2 separate regions of the Mus musculus genome follow, and region 1 is linked to region 2. A link is a contact called in public HiCAR-type data. All regions are on one chromosome and are shown on one strand. The core of a region is the stretch at or near the end of the contact, and the rest is flanking DNA. Distances in the headings are between cores, read along the strand shown. Region 1 holds the start of Zc3h7b (zinc finger CCCH type containing 7B). Region 2 holds the start of Ankrd54 (ankyrin repeat domain 54).

Region 1 (2,700 bases), core at 57-2,556, 2.7 Mb after region 2:
CGCCTTTAATCCCAGCACTTGGGAGGCAGAGGCAGGCGGATTTCTGAGTTCTAAGCCAGCCTGGTCTACAGAGTGAGTTCCAGGACACCCAGGGCTGCATAGAGAAACCCTGTCTCAGAAAATAAATAAATAAATAAATAAATAAGTTAATTAATTAAATTTATTATCATTATTTTCTTTGAGATAGTGTCTCTCTATGTAGCTGACTGCTCTGGCTAGGTAGACCAGGCCTGCCTCTGCCTTCCAAGTGCTGGTGTTGAAGGTGTGCTTCACCAAGCCTGGCCCAATTGTCCAATTTTTAGCAAGCATGGCTTAACTAGACTCCCCTACCTTCCATCTGGGAACACCACCAATATACGCTCAGGATCCTCCTCTTCCACTATACCCCAAGGTGATGTTCCAGTACCTAACCTATCTTGAAGAGATGGCTCAGCCATTAAGAGCACCTGCTGCTCTTCCAGAGGACCCATGTTACATTCCCAGCACCCACACAGTGCTCACAACCATCTGTGACTCTAGTTTCAGGAACTCCTATCCCCTCTTCTAACCTTTGCAAGGCACTAGGGACACACATGATGCCCATGCATATCTACAGCCAAAACACTGGTACACACAAAATAAAAACCCGACTTTAAAAACACTTAAGAACCCTGTTGGGTGGAGCTAACAGCAATCACATTATACCTCAAGTTTTCTGTCTGCTGACCCTGCCTTGCTCCTTGCTCTATAAATTCCCGGTTCATGCTGAATTCAGGGCTGAGCCCAGTGTCTCAGCACCACTGCAAAACCCCACTGCAATGGTCCCTAAACCCATCATGATAGCCCTACCTTGAATAAAATCAGCCAGGCTTTCTTAAACAAGTGTCACTGATTTCCCCCTGCGCCCCCCCGCCCCCAACCCGCTTTTAACTTTCTATACATGAAACCCTAGCCAAAAAGGAGATCCTGACCGAGGTCCTTATCAAAGAAAGGGCACAACATGACCAGATGCTTGGAGATGCCTTCCTTCATCAAAACACCTGGAAAGCCAAGTGTAGCTTTACGCTCGGTTTGAGGGGTGGAAAAACAAAACAGAGGTCGGTCCAGCATCCGCCCAGAAATGCAGAACTGCTAGAAGGAAATCCCAGAAAAGGAAGAGCAGTTTTAAAAGAAAATCAAGGTGAATTCCAGGCATCCCTCCACTGGGAAGGGGGGCTTGCCGACTCCCCCCTCCCCCCCAGGTGCGCAGCCCGCGCCGCCCACCCCGGGCGCGACTAAAGCGAGGAGGAGCTGCGCTCTCTAGGACCCGAGGAGGGAGAGCTGCAGGGAGACGGAGCCTCCAGCGGGTGCTGCCGCGAGCGGCCGGCCGAGGGGGCTGGAAATGAAAGTAAAGCGCTCCGGAGCCACATGGACCGAGCTGCCCGGGCGGCGGCGCCGGGAGCAGGATGCGGCCGCCCGTAATTAAATAGCATTTACTCTTATTATTACTAATAATAATAACGTAATCATACCTCTAGTCATAGCATACCATTTATCGGGCTCGGCGCAGGCCCGCGGGGAGCGCAGCCCGGCCGAGGTGAGTGCTTTGGCGCGGCGGAGCCCCGCGGGGCAGAGGCCGGGCCACCGCGTCCCCGGCGGCGCGCAAGGTTGGGGCGCGCGAGGCTGGGGCGCCCGGGCAGGGCCGGGCAGGGCCGCGCGCGGAGGAGGCGCGGGAAGCCCCGGCCAGGCCACCTGGAAAGGCGGCTTTGCAAGAATAAAGCAATAGCACCTCCATTACCACGAACTGGGTTTTTCTGGGGGGAGGAATCTGTCTGCAGATTCCCGTACCCCTGCCCCAAAGTTTCAAAGTTATTGTGTGGCCGGGCACCTGCCGCCTGGGAGATTGGGGCTGCACTGCAGCCCCCAGGGGATGCCTTGGGATTTTTCTTCCGTGGTGTGGGGCAATCTCCCTTGCGTCTGGAGGTTTGGGTGTGCGCGCGGATGTTTTGCGGATCCCACTGCAAGGAGGTGGTCCGAGGCTGGCAGTTAGGGTCCCCCTTTCCTTTTGTATTCGCTTTGAATCCGCAGTGCCTAGAGGTAGAGGGGCCGCGGCGAGGGCCGGGGACAATGGCCGGCTGATGGGTCGCCCCAGTCGGTTACCGCGGCCACGCGAGTCCGGGGATCCGGGGCCTGCGGGCCCAGCCCTGGGGGAGGGGGCGGCAGGAAAGGGGGGCGCGGTCTGGGTCTGCTGAGCAGGAGGGCATTTCCGGTCGTGGCATCCGTCACTGGGCTCAGAGGCCTCCTGGGTGGGCAGTAACCAGGCAGGGGATTCACGGGGACTGCTGGGGACTGGGATTGTGGCGATTGAGGGGCGCCCTGGCAGGGCTGGGGGCCCTGGGGAAGCAGAGTCGACCCCGCCGCCACTGCCCTCAGCGGACACAAGGTCCCTTCTGCGATCCATAACTCTTTTTCTTTCTATCTTAGAAACCCTCAGGTTCAGGTGTTTGTAAAGTTCCTGGGTTGAGGGTCCTTCGCAGAGACAAAGCCTCCCTCCCCCCCACACCGCAGGAGTGGGAACGTGTAGAAAGAGTTCATTCTTGACAGAATAGGGTGGCCGGGGTGCCAACAGTGCCTTGATGGAGAAGACTGGGGGCTGGAGGGGCTGAAGGGGCTGGGGCTTCAAGTGGGGGAACTGGGGAACAGCTGCAAAGTGATGGGGGATTGCGGGTTTTTTTGTCGTCC
Region 2 (2,700 bases), core at 33-2,532:
TTTTTTAAGACAGAAAGGGTGTGAGGGTTTATTTAGTCCTTTCTGAGCTGATCACAGTCAACCTCTATGATCTGACTTCAAAGCAGGTCACTCCTAAACAACTTACCAAACTTGATAATTCCTAACCAGAAACCTTCCCTCTTTCAAAGGCATCGCCTCTATTTGAGAACTAACAGGAAGCAATACCTTAGCTGTTAGAAAGTGACCCAAAAAGTTGCAAACTAGATATAACAATTGCATGTCCAATATACCACTGTTTTGTTTTGTTTCAAATTCTCTTTTAATTTTTATAACACCAGTATACCAGGTCAAACGATGTTAGGTGTAAAAAGAAACCTTAAAACTTTCCATTCTTGCCAAGCTGTGGTGGCGCACGCCTTTATTCCCAGCACTTGGGAGGCAGAGGCTGGCGGATTTCTGAGTTCGAGGCCAGCCTGGTCTACAGAGTGAGTTCCAGGACAGCCAGGGCTACACAGAGAAACCCTGTCTCGAAAGACCAATAAATAAATAAATGTATCAAACAAGTGTTTGGCCCCTCGAAAAAGAAGAATATATGTTCAGAACCCTGCCTAACTTTTAACACCCTAGTAAGGCTGGTAGTGTACCATTCTACAATAGAAAACCGAGACCCTAAGTGACTATAGGTTGCCTACGAGCCAAGTGTGGGGCAGTCTGATTCAGATCTGTGCATTCACACAAGTTGGCTCTGGGCTCCCTCCTCTACTTATAAAAGTATTCTCCATTGTCCCACATTATTGTCTAATAACCACCCTCGGGAGTGTAAAGTTTTTATTCAGGGATGAACAAGTGGATGAAGACACGGTCCTCCGCAGCTCGAACCACTACGATCACTGCGATCACTCACAAGCAACCCCAGGGTTCCTGGCTGAGCTCACCGTGTACCTCCTTGCCGGTGGGCCCGAGCCGACGGTGGGGCCTGGCGGCACGCCTCAACCGCCCGGCGGGAATCTTGCAACGCAGTTCGTCGCGAGGCTCGACGTCCTGCTGCCACAGGACCTGGAGGTAGCGCAGCGAGGACTGGGCCCTGCCCACCGACCGGCCCGGGAGGCCGGCGCCGCTGCCCAGCGAAACGCCGAAGTCCGCGAAAGACACCAGGCCTCCGGCTTCCGCCAAAGGCTCCGGCGCCACCGCGCACTCGCCGTCCGAGCTCGAGCGGCCGGATCGCGACTCGTCGTCCGCGCCCCCGCCGGTGGCTGCCATGGCAACGGCTAGGCGCGGGCCTGGCAGCGCCAGCCTCGCTCCGAACCGACCAACGGACCCGCTTCCCTCCAGGAGAAGCCTCGCTGTCAGCGAACGGACGGGCGGGGCCTGCAACCACAGCAACAGAGTGCGGGCGGGTCGGACCGCGCCAGAGCAACGGACCAATCAGAGTTCGCACAGCCTTCACAGCACAGCCAATCAGGTAAGGAAGGCAGACTACAAGGCGAACACTGGTTTTCGGTAGTATGACTGGCGGACAAAAGAGCCAATCACAAATTAGAGTTGCTTTTGCACTAAGCGGTGTTACTACCAGAGCCAATAAAATAGCTGCGTTCAGGACACTCCTTTCTTCCTTTTCTTCCTGTGATAGCTCCGGAAAGACGAATGGCAAATGCTTTAGCCAATCAAGGTAAGAAGGTCTCCAGCCAATCGGAAAGGAAAGTGAAAAAACCAGAACTACTCTCGTGTAGGTGTGTTTTGAGTCAATGAACTCAAAAAAAAAAAAAAAAAAAAAAAAAAAAAAAAATCCAAACACACTATGATTTGGAGATACCATCACGAAATAGGCGCTAATATCTTCTAACGTAATAGATTTTCCTTTGTCGCGTTCTCTTGCCCTCTCCGGAATCGCTGCTTTACCCAAAAAATTATATTCTATGTAATTATACAAGAGTAACCCTGCAGTAGGCAGATTAACGAAGAGCAATTCCTCAGCCCTGAAAGTCCTACGGATCACTGGCCTGAACTTGACCCAAGGGAGGTACAAGTACACACACACAGCGCATGCAAGTCATTTATACTCTATCAGCTGGTAAATAAAATAGAAAACACTTAGAGAGCAAATAAATACCTGTAACACTACCTTGTGCTAATTAAAGGCCTTGGGTTATAGTCCTGTTCTGCCTACCCCAAGTTTGTGATTTGAGGGCACCTTCTTGGAGTTGGTCTTCTGACCTCAAAGGGTTGGTTTCTCCGTGTAGCCCTGGCTGTACTGAAACTGATTGTGTAGTCCATTAGGTCCCCAGACTCAGAGGTTCACCTGCCTCTGCCTCCTGAGGGCAAGGATTACAGATAGATGGATGGATGGATGGATGGATGGATGGGTGGATTACAGATGGATGGATGGGTAGATACTTCTTTACCTTTTTGTTTGTTTGGGGTTGGTTTTTTTGTTTTGTTTTGTTTTGTTTTGTTTTCTGAAACAGGGTTTCTAAGTGCAGCCTGGCTGAGCCAAAATTTACTCTGTGGACCAGGCTAGCTTCCAACTTACAGAGATCCAACCGCCTCTGCTTCCTTAAAAAATATTTTTTGTTTGTTGTTTGTTTGTTTTGAGACAAGATTTCTCTGCATAGCCCTGGCTGTCCTGGAACTCATGCTGTAGACCAGTCTGGCCTCGAACTCAGAAATCCACCTGCCTCTGCCTCCCAAGTGCCGGGATTGAAGGCGTGAGTCACCATGTCCAGCCTAAAAATATTTTTA

Evidence for each region. HiCAR-type assays count read pairs that join an accessible place to other places.
Region 1: a contact with region 2 is called in a HiCAR-type map of astrocytes, with 5 times the contacts expected there. The contact joins the promoter of Zc3h7b here to the promoter of Ankrd54 in region 2. A contact is called at or near these places in 2 of 39 promoter capture datasets (the C10 cell line and pre-B cells) and 1 of 115 datasets of contacts at active chromatin or transcription factors (astrocytes).

What each region holds. Positions count from the first base shown.
Region 1 is chr15:81,743,792-81,746,491 of GRCm38.p6, forward strand. Zc3h7b (zinc finger CCCH type containing 7B) reads left to right here and starts at 1,307. Exons shown (of 23, transcript NM_001081016.2): 1 at 1,307-1,555.
Region 2 is chr15:79,061,577-79,064,276 of GRCm38.p6, forward strand. Ankrd54 (ankyrin repeat domain 54) reads right to left here and starts at 1,283. Exons shown (of 8, transcript NM_144849.1): 1 at 897-1,283. The coding sequence starts at 1,221.